Regions from separate parts of the Sus scrofa genome. Here regions 1 and 3 are each linked to region 2. Evidence: chromatin contacts called from public Hi-C and HiChIP or PLAC-seq data. All regions are on one chromosome and are shown on one strand. The core of a region is the stretch at or near the end of the contact, and the rest is flanking DNA. Distances in the headings are between cores, read along the strand shown.

Region 1 (4,793 bases), core at 1,068-3,567, 62 kb after region 2:
AGAGTGAACCCTAAGGTAAACTAGGGACTTAGTGTGATTATGATGTGTCAGTTGTAGGTTCATCCTTGGTAGCAAATGTACCGTTTCTGGTGGGAGATGAAGGGAGAGGCAGAAAGTATATGAGAAATCTCTCTCTTCTCTAAGTTTTGTTGTAAGCCTAAAACTGCTCTAAGGAATATACGTGTTTAAAATACAAAACAAAACTAGAGCAAAAGCCTTGGTAGCCTCAGGAGGGTGCAGGAAAGCTGCTGCAGTGGGAGAGGCTTTCAAGAGCACAGACTGAAACAACCACCACAGCCTGGACTTTGAATTTTCCCACGGTGGCAACTGAGTATTTTCTCCCCAGGGTTAAGTCTGGAGAACCTGGTTGGCCATGCATTTCTGGTGCTGTTCTGATCCCAGTCCTTGAATTTCCTCACTTCCATTCATTCATTCCATACACAGTACGGATTGAACACCAACCAGTTCAAAAGGGAAGAATCATGGGGATTAGCAGTGTGTGTGTGTGTGTGTGTGTGTGTTTAATTCCCTGGTGGCTCAGTAGGTTAAGGATCTGGTGTTGCCACTGCTGTGGCTCGGGTTACTGTGGGTTCGATCCCTGGCCCAGGACCTTCTGCATGCTGTGGCATAGTAAAAAAAAAAAAATAAAAAATAAAAGTTCTCAACAATCTGAGATTTCTAAATTCAAAAGAATGTTTCCTTATGGGCTACATGATTGATTGTTATATAACCTTAAAATAATTGGTTTCTTCCACTTATACACTCTGCTAGTCTGGGAAATGTACCAAAAACAGCATTGTTTTCATGACTTTTTAAAAAATATTTACTATTATTGTTTCAGAAAAGCTTCTCAGTTGCTGCAAAAGCCCAGTTGCAGTGTTAGAGAACTGGCATTAGAAAGTTTCCAAAACAGGAGTTCCCGTGGTGGCTTAGCTGTAACAAATCTGACTAGGAACCATGAGGTTTCAGGTTCAATCCCTGGCCCCACTCAGTGGGTTAAGGATCTGGTACTGGTGTGAGCTGTGGTGTAGGTTGCAGACGTGGCTCAGATCCTGCTTTGCTGTGGCTGTGGTGTAGGCTGGCAGCTACAGCTCCGATTAGACCCCTAGCCTGGGAACCTCCATGTGCCACAAGTGCGCCCCCCCCAAAAAAAAAGTATCCAAACGAAGGCTTTCAAGAGGGAACACTAGGAGTTCCCTTGTGGCTCAGCAGATTAAGGATCCAGCACCTCCAAAAAAAAAAAAAAAAAAAAAAGGAGGGAACTCTAATAAACAGTATTGCTAATGTTCTTGAAACAGTATTGCTAATGTTCTTGAATTAAAAGGAAAATATGTATTTTGTACACTGCTATTTATTTATTTATTTTTGGCCATGCCCAAGGTATGTGGAAGTTCCCGGGCCATGGATCCAACAGTGCCACAACAGTGATCCAAGCAGTTGCAGTGATAATCTTGGATCCTTAACCTGCTGCACCGCAAGAAAACTCCCACAATGCTTCTTTTTTTGTCTTTTTAGGGTTGCACCAGTGGCATATGGAGGTTCCCAGGCTACGGGTTGAATCAGAGCTGTAGCTGCCAGCCTGTGCTACAGCCACAGCAACAACGGATCCGAGCTGTGTCTGTGACCTCCACCACAGCTCACGGCAACGCCTGATCCTTAACCCACTGAGCAAGGCCACGGATGGAAACTGTGTCTTTATGGATACTAATCTGATTTGTCAACCACTGAGCCACAACAGGAACTCCCCACAATGCTTATTAATGAATTGTTTTTTATTGAAATACAGTTGTGTCAGTTTCAGGTGTAGATACATTGTGACTTGATATTTGCATACATTATGAAATCATCACCACGGTAAGTCTAGTAACCACCTGTCCCCAGTTATTACAATATTATTGACCACATTCCTCATGCTGCATACAGTGCTTTTTAGTTTAAAGTGAAGTTCTCCCAAAATATCATTTTCCTTCCAAATATTGAAGGTATCATGTTCCAGCTTCTTTCACCGCTACTGAATCATCTTATTCTCGTTGCCAGATGCATATGTATCTACGTATTTATTTATCCTTCCACCTATCTCTATGTCTGTCTTAACTGGCTGTATACCTCTCTCCCTCCTTATCTAAATCCCCTTACTTTCCTATAGGTGGCGCTGCAGAGGCGGGGGCAGAACACAGAGCGCCCCAGTGGAGCAGAAACGACTTCCCCAGTAGGGGGCGTAGCTCGTTGGTGCTGGGTCTTGGAGAGCCAAACGCAACGTCAGGGGTGGGAACAACTCTCGCCCCGCCCCTGCCATCCGCGGCGCCCTGTGATTGGAGGGAGGGGCCATCACTTGGCAGGGCCGTTGGGGAGGGAGGAAGAGGGCCTAGGCCGAAGGTGACGCTGAGGCAGCGGAGGTGCGGAGAAAGCCAGGAGTGAGAGCGAGCCACGGCACTTCGAGTGCTTTCCCCCATCTCTCTGCGGTGAATGGCGGCGGGATGGAGCACGAGGGGAGCGGCGGCAGCGGGGGTTCAGCCGGGCTCCTGCAGCAGATCCTCAGCTTGAAGCTCGTGCCGCGGGTGGGCAACGGGACCCTGTGCCCCAACTCCACTTCTCTCTGCTCCTTCCCAGGTACCGGCCCCGCCCCGCGCCTGCGCACTGCGCGCCCCGCCGGGGCCGCCCGGCTCCCCTTCCCCTAGGCGCAGGCGGGGTCCTCGCGGTTCCGCCCGCTGGGGGGTGTCTTCGTCCTGGAAGGAGGTTTCCTCTTCCTCGGTCGGGAGCTGGGTCCTCAGGCCAGGACACCCCGAGCCCGCGCTGGGGGCCAGGTTGAAGGGAGCGGCCGCGGGTGGACCCGTCAGTGAGGGGCGTTCGGCCGCCTCCAGAACTGATTGTGCTCGTCGGAGTTTCCAAACGCCCCAGGTTCAGACGGGAACTCGGGGGAGCCCTGTAGGCGGCCGTCCCTCCTAGTCTGGGGCACGGGAGGCGGGCATCCCCGCTTTTGGCGGGGGTTGCTGGGGGGGCCCCTTTCGTCGGCGCTGGCCTCCCGGCTTTCGCAGCTCGGCCGCCGCGTAGTCCCGGCCTGTGGTGGGCGGCGGGGGCGTAAATCCGAACTCAGACTCCGTTTGTTTCAAGTCCAGCCCAACCCCTCTGCGCCCAGAGGTTGTCTGCAGATCGCTCCCACCTATATCCAAATCCATCCCCTCCACCAGCTTCTCTTTCTAGGAATCACCTGTTGCCAGTCTCCCACTCGGGCTTTGGAGATCTTTGACACAGCTTCTTTCTGACTCTTAACTCCCACTGGAGCGTCTGCTGGGCCTGACATCAGGATTTTTTTTTTAAATTGCAAATCGAGATAGAATGGTATCGGGCTCAGAAAGCTGAGAGGAGGGGGAAATCGTAGAGAAAGCTAAAAATAAAACCTTTGAGGAGAGGGCACCGTTCTGTGTCGGCCCTTTCAAGGCAAGAAGACTGAGACCATCGTGGCTGAAGGGTGAGGTTGGGCTCCCCAGCAGAGCTGATGGCTATCTTGACTTAGCAAACAATGTGAGAACCGGCCTGAGAGCTGCCGAGGAAGGAGGGTTGGGTTACTAACTGCAGTGATGAACAAGGCACCTGTGATTTCGCATCCACCGGGCAGCGACTGCCTGGCGCCATTCAGCGGACACCAGGGACTTGCTGTGTATTACCTGCCTAGTATTTTCCCGGACGGGTTTTGTGAAAGAGTTAATAATAACCATGCTGGGGCAGATGCAGCTGTTAGCTTGAAGTAATCTGGCAAAAGGTAGCAAAGGCACTAAGATCGCATTTGACCGTAACAGCAGAAATAGACAATATTCTGGAGACACTGTCCAAAATGTTCATGCAGTGTGGAGGCACCACTGGACCAGATTGGTCTGTTTTTGTATGTTTCCTTACTTTCCCCCAATTCTTTATTTGGAAATTTTTCAAATCTACTGAGAAATTGAAATGATAGAACAAATACCTTTATACCCTTTACTTAGATTCATTATTAATATTTTGGTTATTTTACTTTCTCTCTAAATACATATGCCACACATAACATTTTTACTTTCTCTGGAGCCCTTTTTCCTTCTTTTTCAGCTGTGCCCATCGCATGTGGAAGTTCACAGGCTAGGGATCGAATTTCATACACAGCTGTGATCTACAGCCAAAGCAATACCAGACCCTTAATCCTCTTTGCCACAGGAAGCCTTTGGGGTGGGAGGGCAGCACCTGAGGCATATGGAGGTTACCAGGCTAGGGTGGAATTGGAGCTGCAGCTGCCAGCCTACACCACAGCAACTTGATCCAAGCCATGTCTGCGACCTACACCACAGCTCACTGCAACGCTGGATCCCCAACTCACTGAGCGAGGCCAGGGATCCAACCCACATCCTCACGGATGCTAGTTGGATTTGTTTCCACTGTGCCACAACAGGAACTCCTGTGAAGCCTTTTGAAAGGAAGTTACGGAAGTAATGGCACTTGGTGCCAAATGGTTCAGCATGTATCATTTAAAATGAAGACATTTTTGGAGTTCCTGTTGTGCCTTAGTGGGTTAAGGGCCCAATGTTGTCTCTGTGAAGAAGCAGGTTCAACCCCTGGCCTTGCTCAGTGTGTTAAAAATCTGGTGCTGTCTCAAGCTGTGTTGTAGGCCACAGCTACAGCTCTGATTCCACCCCGGTCGGGGAACTTCCATATGCTGCAGGGGTGTGGCTGTAAAAAGGAAAAAAAAAGAAAATATTTTCTGCCATAGCCAAAAAAATCCCACAACAGATCCAAGAAATTTAACATTGATAGAATATTATCTAACA
Region 2 (4,508 bases), core at 163-2,662:
GGAACTGTTTACAAGCCATGAGCTACAATAACAGACCCGGATGTCCTTTAAAAACCAATCAGGGAGTTTCCATCGTGGCACAGTGGAAACAACCCGACTAGGAACAACGAGGTTTCAGGTTCGATCCCTGGCCTTGCTCAGCAGGTCAAGGATCCAGCGTTGCCATGAGTTGTGGTGTAGGTCACAGTCACGGCTCAGATCTGGAGTTGCTGTGACTGTGGTGTAGGCCAGCAGCAACAGCTCTGATTGGACCCCTAGCCTGGGAACCTCCATATGCCATGGGCGCAGCACTAAAAAGACAAAAAACAAAAAGGACTAAAGAAACTATGTGCCCTAACACGGAAGAAATATAGGATACGTTTTATTGATTACAAGGAAGGCACTGGACGGGGCTCCTCAGATTTTTTTTGGTCAGGAAAGGATGACAGGGTCAGGGTGAGAAAAGGGAAGGAGAAGTCAGGTAAAGCCGGAGGCTCAAAGTTAAAGATGAATGTCCTAAGGCTAAAGTATCCCTTCCAAAACCAAAGTGAAAGACTCCCTCCACCACTATTCCCCAAAGTGGCTGTGACCTGTTGCCCTGTCCTAGAACATCGTTTCTTACATAATTGGCGAGGGAGCCCTGAGGCTGCAGACAGCTCGCTGGCCTAGTTCCGGAGATTCAGCACTGAGGCATCCTGAACAGCACCAACTCAAGCCCCTCAAGCCGCCGCCCGAGGGTCCCTAAGCCGTCAGGCCCCGTCAACTACTCTAACCGGACTGGAATCTAAACTTATCAACTGCTGAATGGCCAGGGACCCTATCATGGGTCCAAGACGGCAGGGGTGACAGCGAGGTGAGGGGGCGGGGAGTTCACTCACCGGAACCCGGTCGGGATATTTCGCTCGGATCTTCGCAGATTCCACGCATCTGTGTTCTATGAGAAAAACACACCCGGCTGACGGTCGCGCCGGCCCACCGGCCTCCGGGTCCCTCGCCCCTCCTCCACCCCACCCCACCCCCGTGACCTGTGCACGCCCCCGGCCCTCGTTCGGGTGTCCCAGCGACCTCGGTCCTCGTTCCCCTGGCTCTGGCGGGGCCCGCGGAGGGCGGCGAGGAATCCATAGTTAGCCGCCCGGGGTGCTGGGGCCTCGGCGACCAGAGCTCAGAGGGCGGCATCCGCCCCACCCGGCCCAGCCTAGGGCGGCCCGAGTGGGGGAGGGGGCCCACCCGCCGCCCCAGCCCCCACGGGCAGGCCAAACGCCGAGCGCTTACCCAGCGAGTGGTCCTCCTTGAACATCCACTTCATGGCGACAGCGGGGAAAGGACGCAGCCGGCTCTCGGAGCCGCGGAGCTCAGCGCACCAACCACAACAACAACGACGGCGGCGGCGGCGGCGGTGACTACACGGCAGGCGGGACTTCCGGCCGCTGGAGCCTAGCAACCGGCCGGGGGCGGGGCTTCCGGCGCCGCTTCTCAGGGCATCGGGCCAGGAGGCGTGGGGCAAGGAAGGAGTGGGTACCGCGAGAGGCCGCGGGAGGAGTTGCCGTGGTGACGTTGACGATTGGGGTGTCTGTAAGGGAAGTTGATGACTGGGAAGGGGATATTCAGGAATTGGTAACAAGAGCGGGGTTTCGGTGGACGTTGGTAACAGGAAGGGATGTGTGGAGGTCTGGCTGATACGACAGGGCTCTTGGGAGTGTTAGAGAAGTCCGACCGGGGCGTTGGTGACAAGAGGGGAATTTTAGAATATCAATGACTGAAGAGGGGTCTTTGGTGGCTGCTGATGGCAGGGGGTCTGTTTAGGGCATTGACAGTCTGAGGGGTATTGTGTAGAGTGGTAACGGGTTGGGCTAAATTGAGAGGTTTTTTGTTTATTTTTTTGGCCACGCCCACGGCATGCGGAAGTTCCCAGCCAAGGCCAGGGATCCCACCTGAGCCACCGCAGCGACAGCGCCGGATCCCTAACCCCTAGGCCACCAGGAAATTCCCAGGTTGGGGGCTCAATCTGGAGTGTATGACTAGTTTGAGGAAACTGTATGGGGAGGGATACTGATGACAACCCCGGGGGGTTCATTATTGGGGACAGCCATAACAGGTTGCATTGGACCTGGAAATGGAGTTTAAACAAATCCCATTTCCTTGCTTTATTCACGAATAGTGTCTGAATAAACATTTAAGAAAAGGTATCATAAATATGCATTTGAGGGGCATAACATCACGCTGATCACAAAGAAACCCCTTAATCTTAACTGGTGGAGTAGTCAGAGGTGACAGACTCAGAAAATTCCTCTGACAGCTAGGCATGAAGCGGGTTTCTTCAGCACTCAGCTTTGGGGTTCAACAGTTACAGCCTGGGTTGTGTGAGTGTCTCCTGCCTGAGCGTCCGCCTTCAGGTTCTCCAGGAACGTCATTCCTTTCTTCTTCCAAGAGTCATGGGACGGTCTGCCCTGGGTCATCATCTGTTTATGAGCTGGTGCATATCTGACAAGATATTCACTTAATTGGGCACATGATCCTCACCACATGCTTGTGAGTCTGATGCATCCAAAAGGCCTGCATGTGTGAACATCGTCATTCACAATTTCCTCAGTTGAAATTCCTTATGGATGTTGTGGAATCTAGCTTCATTCTAAAAGTATTTTTGTTATTTTAAGATTGTGTGTCTGAGCAACTAAAACAGCTGTTTGTTGACTTGCTTGTTTTTAATGAAATGAAAAATCCTATGAATTTCATACCTCGAGATTATTGTTGCATGTAGGAACACTATTCCAAGTGTTGGGGGAAAGCCATGAACAGAACAGACCACATATATGTTCTTATGATGTTTGCATTCTAGTGGGACAAAGCAAAAATATATATATGAGGAATTCCCATGTGGCACAGTGGGAACGAACCTGACTAGTAACCATGAGGTTTCAGTTTGATCCCGGGCCTCACTCAGTGGGTGAAGGATCTGGTGTTGCCGTAAGCTGTGGTGTAGGTCCCAGACTTGGCTCTGATCCTGTGTTGCTGTGGCACAGGCCGGCAGCTGTAGCTCCAATTTTACCCCTAGCCTGGGAACCTCCACAAGCCGTTTGTGCAGCTCTAAAAAGCAAAAAATAAAAAAAAAATGTGTGTGTGATAATAAGTGCTGTTTAGAAAAATAAAGCATGGTTGGTGACTAGAAAGTGAAGGTGGGAATCGAATGCTAATTAGATCAAGAATTCTAGGCAGTATTCTAGGAACAGTAAGGAACTTCTTATGCCTGGAGCTGATGAATAAGAGGGTGTTAGCAGGTGAGATCAAAGAGATTAAAGTACATTGATTAAAAGATATTTACTCAAAGAGATTAAAGTTGATTTACAATGTTGTGTCAATTTGGATTTTATTTAGAATGTGATGAGTATTCAGTGGAGGGTTTTAAGCCGAAGTGTGCCTTGATATGATTTTCCTTTTTAAGTGATCAGGCTACCTTCTGGGTAGACAGTAGACTATTGGGGGATTGAGGATGGAAGCAAGGGAATAGTTAAGAGGCTGTTGTAATAACCCAGGTATATGATTATGTTGGCTTAGACCAAGAACGTGTCTGTGGAGGTGGTGGGACGCAGCTGTGTTCTAGATATGTTTTGAAGGTAGAACCAGCAAAATGCTGATCGATTGGATATGAGTTGTGAGGGCTAAGTCTTTTTTTTTTTTTTCTCTTTTTAGGGCCACACCCACGACATATGGAGGTTCCCAGGCTACCAGGCTAGGGGGTCTAGTTGGAGCTACAGCTGCCAGCCTATGCCACGGCCACAGCAATGCAGGATCCTTAAGGCCAGGGATCGAACCCGAAACATGATTCTTAGTCGGATTCGTTTCCGCTGCACCCCAATGGAACTCCAGGGATAAGTCTCAGTGAGGTTTTTGGAAGCATAGAATTGCCATATACTGAAGTATGGTGGAGCCAGCTTAGGGGATGAGACTCAAGAATTTGCTTATGTCTTAAGTATGAGATGCATAGCACATAGTTCGAGTGAAGACGTAGAGTGGGTGGGTAGACCCATGACTCTCAATTCAGGAAAGAAGTATTTAAAGCTATCCAACTAGATGAGATTAGCCAGAGGGTGGATATAAATATGAAAATACAGAGTTCCCGGTGGCCTAGCAGTTAAGGTTGTCACTGCTCTGGTGGGATTCAGTCCCTTGCCCGGAACTTCCACAAGCCTTGGGCACGCCACTCCCCTCCCCACCCCCCCCAAAAAGAAAGACAATAACTATTTTACAAATAAAATTTAAAACTGAGGGAATTCCCACTGTGGCTCAGTGGATTAAGAAACCTAAGAAACCAACTAGTGGGAGTTTCCATTGTGGCTCAGAAGGTTACAAACCTGACTAGTATCCATGAGGATGCAGGTTCAATCCCTGGCCTTGCTCAGAGGGTTAAGGATCCAACGTTGCTGTGGCCGTGGTGTAGGCCAGCACCTGCAGCTCCAATTCGACTCCTAGCCCAGGAACTTTCATATGCCGCAGGTGCAGCCCTAAAAAGACAAAAAAATAAAATTAAAAAA
Region 3 (4,445 bases), core at 637-3,136, 38 kb before region 2:
CAGCAACACCAGATCCTTAACCCACTGAGCGAGGCCAGGGATGGAACCCACAACCTTATGGTTCCTAGTCAGATTCACTTCCGCTGTACCACGATGGGAACTTCTTGTTTCTCCATTTAGAAGGCAGACTCCTTACAGGAGGAAGGGCATGGTGGAAATAGCAGAGGCTTGGCAGTTCAGGAAACCACTGTTTAATTCCTAGCTACCTTTCCCCCCAAGCTGTGTAAACTTGGGCACAGTACATTACCTCTCTGAGGAACTATACAGCAGGGGTAACTCAGAATGTCTACCGCACAGGAGTGTTGTGAGAGTTGAGTGAGGGCGTGTCTCTAACATGGTGCAGGGCTTGCAGTAGACATCTCATTAAGATAGATTTCGGAGTTCCTATCATGGCGCAGCGGAAACTAACCTGACTAGGAACCATGAAGTTGTGGGTTCGATCCCTGGCCTCGCTCAGTGGGTTAAGCATCTGGTGTTGCTGTGAGCTGTGGTGTAGGTCACGGATGTGGCTCAGATCTGGCGTTGCTGTGGCTGTGGCGTAGGCCAGCAGCTGTAGCTCCGATTCTGCCTCTAGCCTGAGAAACCTCCATATCCCGCGGGTGTGGCCCTAAAAAGCAAAATTAATTAATTAATTAATTTAATTACTGGTGCAACACTCAAAGGTAATATTTATTTAGGTCTTTATGTTTATTACAAACAACAAGATAATAACAGGAATCAGATGAAGGACCCCCATTTTCAAGATGCTTAATTTTACCTTTTGCCCTAAACTGGTGAATCTTTTTCAATTCTCTTTGCCCTGAAGAGGCAAATCCTCTTCCCATCTGGCGAGATACCAGAGCATCCTGGAAAGGTTATTACATGCCTCGTTGGATTATAAAAGAGGAAGGTAAGAGATTAAAAAAAAAAAAATCTAGGAGTTCCTATCATGGCGCTACGGAAACGAATCTGACCAGGAAAGATGAGGTTGCAGATTTGATCCCTGGCTCTCTCTGTGGGTTAAGGATCCAGCGTTGCCGTGAGCTGTGGTGTAGGTCACCAAGACAGCTTAGATCTGGCATTGCTGTGGCTGTGGTGTTGTAGGCCGGCAGCTGTAGCTCCAGTTAGACCCCTAGCCTGGGAACTCCCATAAGCCTCAGGTGCGGCCCTAAAAATCAAAAAAAAAAAAAACTTAAAAATTAAGAAATTTTTTAAAAATCTAGGAGTTTCTTTTGGTGCAGCAGATTAAGGATCTGATGTTGTTGCAGCAGTGGCTGAAGTTACTCCTGTGGCACAAGTTTAATGCCTGGCTAGGGAATTTCCATGTGCTGTGGGTGTGGCAAAAAAAAAAATGCAAAATCTCAGTGTGTCAAAGTATGTAAGAATAAAGGTAGGAATAGACCGAAATGTAAATGTATAATCTTTAAAAAACTATGTATCTCTGTGTATAGCTTTCCTTGCTCTTTGATGCACAAATCAGCAGTGTTAACCAACTCATCAGGAAAAATCTAACATCTAAAAATGTAATCCTCACTGCTAAAAGGAACCAGGGCTCATTGGAGCACAGCATCTAGCAGCCACCAAGATTATTTTGCTCCACAGATGACATCAGTCGTTATTTTTGGATGTCCCTCTGACAGAGGAATTACTAGTATGGTCACTCGGTTATGTTGTTGACAAGTCTCGAGAAGGGTCTTACTTCTGTGGAGGGAGCTCTTCTCCAGCAGAGGAGAGATTCCCAGTGTGTCTTTATAGCTACAGCACCTTACCTTACTCATGAAATGACTTACATCAAAAGCATTCACACGAGAAGGTGCCGTTTGCAGATGGCATGTACAGATCTGGTCTCAAGAAGCTGTTAAAGTCTCTATCACTGATGGCTCCTTACAGTGACACTAGAGGCTTTGACATTCCACCACCTGTTGGTGGTGAATACAGTCCATTTGGCTCCTTGCATTGAGGTGTAAGTGATACGTTCCTTTAATGAACCTGGAGCGGATCCCATTTCCAGGATACAGATCATGACATGGTTGGTTGCTAAAGCTTCTTGTTCTTACGAATGAAATGCTTTGATACACTTCAGGAAGGTCGTGGGATGATAAGAGCCAAGTCTTCTCTCCTTGATGCACATCCGTGACCACTGGGTTACAGCAAACGTCTCAATCCTTTGGTGACCACCCATTGGCTAGGTTTCACTGATATTGAACTGTCAGATTGTTTTGTTCCTGAGTAATGGTTTTCTCATTTAAACACTTGCCCAGTGTTTTGGTTCTATAGTTTTGTTAGTTCATTTTCAGTTCAAGGGGATTGATATCTCAAACTGACATTTCTTACTTCAGCTTTAGCTGCAAGTCTTTATTAGTTTAATCAGGCCACTTTGTTAATTGAGTGGAAAAAAATATGAGTACTTTGACCTGCAAGGATTTCATATATCTAACATCTTTCTCATCCACCTGCAATGACCCAACGCATGGTTATGTATAAAAAAGGCTCTCAGGTCCAATACAAGCTCCCTGTCAGAAAAACTCATTTTATTTTCTACTCTTTTAGAAAAAGAAACTACAGGAGTTCCCATCATGATGCAGCGGAAACAAATCTGACTAGGAACCATGACGTTGCGGGTTCGATCCCTGGGCTCACTCAGTGGGTTAAGGATCCGGTTTGCCCTGAGATGTGGTGTAGGTCACAGATGCGATTCGAGTCTGGAGTTGCTGTAGCTGTGGTGTAGGCCGGCAGCTATATCTCTGACTCGACCCCTAGCCTGGGAACCTCCCTATGCTGCGGGTATGGCCCTAAAAAAAAAAAAAGACAGAAAAAGAAACTATAGTAATTTTTTTGGAATCTACATGTTTTAAGAGAACACATATCAAGGAGTCCCCACTGTCCCACAGTGGCTTAAATAGCCAGTGTTGCTGAAGCTGTGGCATACGTCACAGCCACGGCTTAGATTAAATCCCTGGCCCAGGAACTTCTATATGCAACAGGTGAGGCCAAAGAAAAAGTGAACACATATCAAATCTAGAATATATGTTTTGGAGTTCCCATCATGGCTCAGTGGTTAACAAATCCAACTAGGAACCAAGAGGTTGCGGGTTCGATCCCTGGCCTTGCTCAGTGGGTTAAGGACCTGGCGTTGCCGTGAACTGTGGTGTAGGTTGCAGACTCGGCTCGGATCCTGCGTTTCTGTGGCTGTGGCGTAGAGCAGCAGCTACAGCTCCGATTAGACCCCCAGCCTGGGAATCTCCGTATGCTGTGGGTTCGGCCCAAGAAATGGCAAAAAGACAAAAAAAAAAAAAAAGAAGAATGTATATTTTAATGTATAATATATATTTACATATTTATTATATAATAGCATAATTTATATATTATATAATAGTATATAGTGTAGATTAATATTACATAATAGTGTAATACTGTGTTGTAAATATATAATATTATATCATAATTTATAATATATATTTAAAGTCTATTTCAGTTCTATTTCATTGGTCTGTTTGTTTATCCTTGTGCCAAAACCATACTCTTTCCCCCACCCCACTTGTTACAGCCACACACCCACGGCATATGGGAACTCCCAAAACCAAACTGTTATTAACTGTAGTTTTATAATAAGATGGTATCTGTTAGGGAAAGTCCCCTTGCCTTGTCTTTCAACAGTGTCTTGACTTTTCTTGGACTTTAAATCTCAAAATCAATTTGTGGAGAATTAACATCTTTCAGTGTTAATTCTTCCAAACCAGGAATGTGGTGTATATCTCTCTCTATAATCCTGGTGCCAAATTGGCAGATGTGCCCCAAAGTTAAAACAAGCAGTTATTTAGGTCTTCCCTCCTTAAATTTCAGTAGATTTTATTATTTTCTTCACGTAGATTTTCTTTTATTAGATTTATTTCTTGAATGTTGTATTAGTTATCTCTTGCTACATAACAGATTATGCACACACCCTGAAAAAAAGACTTACTGGCTTCAAACAACAATTAACATTTATTATTTCATAGTCTCTGTGGGTCAGGAATTTGAGAGGAGCTTAGCTGAGTAATTCAGGCTCAGGGGCTCATGAGGTTGCAATCCATTCTGTCAGCCAGGGCTGCAGTCATCGAAGGCTTGACTGGGGCTGGTGGGTCTAGTTTCAAAATGCCTCGCTCATGTGGCTGCTGGGTCGGTGCTGGCTGCTGGCAGGAGGGCTCAGTTCCTCTCAGCTTGGATCTCTCCATAAGGCTACAGTTATTCATGTTAACAACATGATGCCTGGTTTCCCCATAGAGTGGGCAATCCAAGAGAGCAAGGCAGAAGCCACTGTCTTGTATGACCAGCCTCAGAAGTCACACTCCATCTGCAGTCTCCTAATGGTTGTTCAGGTCAGCCCTATTCACTGTGGGAGAGGATTGCATGCGTGAATTCCCGGAAGCGAGAATCATTTGAATCATTTGGAATCGATTGAAATCAAGAATCATTTGAAGATTAGC

Evidence for each region. A called contact is a pair of places that touch in the nucleus more often than the background predicts. HiChIP or PLAC-seq counts read pairs in DNA pulled down with a chosen protein or histone mark.
Region 1: a contact with region 2 is called in an H3K27ac HiChIP or PLAC-seq map of alveolar macrophages. The contact joins the promoter of TMEM170A here to the promoter of GABARAPL2 in region 2. A contact is called at or near these places in 1 of 5 promoter capture datasets (fetal liver), 2 of 47 Hi-C or Micro-C datasets (embryonic fibroblasts and epiblast stem cells) and 2 of 2 datasets of contacts at active chromatin or transcription factors (alveolar macrophages and skeletal muscle).
Region 3: a contact with region 2 is called in a Hi-C map of skeletal muscle, with 2.8 times the contacts expected there. The contact joins the enhancer-like site here to the promoter of GABARAPL2 in region 2. A contact is called at or near these places in 5 of 47 Hi-C or Micro-C datasets (embryonic fibroblasts, epiblast stem cells, fetal heart ventricle and 2 more) and 2 of 2 datasets of contacts at active chromatin or transcription factors (alveolar macrophages and skeletal muscle).

The regions. Positions count from the first base shown.
Region 1 is chr6:12,192,806-12,197,598 of Sscrofa11.1, forward strand. It overlaps TMEM170A (transmembrane protein 170A), which reads left to right and starts at 2,318. Exons shown (of 3, transcript XM_013998173.2): 1 at 2,318-2,610. The coding sequence starts at 2,478.
Region 2 is chr6:12,131,574-12,136,081 of Sscrofa11.1, forward strand. GABARAPL2 (gamma-aminobutyric acid receptor-associated protein-like 2) reads right to left here and starts at 1,413. Exons shown (of 4, transcript XM_003126859.5): 1 at 1,252-1,413; 2 at 858-913. The coding sequence starts at 1,285.
Region 3 is chr6:12,092,840-12,097,284 of Sscrofa11.1, forward strand. The region is part of intron 8 of ADAT1 (tRNA-specific adenosine deaminase 1); the gene reads left to right. LOC102159045 (a long non-coding RNA gene) reads right to left here. Exons shown (of 3, transcript XR_002344490.1): 3 at 3,945-4,351. Among named protein-coding and RNA genes, the nearest start is that of ADAT1, 19 kb to the left of the region's middle. Within about 2 kb of position 1,887, at least 2 of the 83 cell types and tissues checked have an H3K27ac peak or open chromatin away from gene starts, as enhancers often do. A contact at or near this core is called in skeletal muscle, where this site is marked.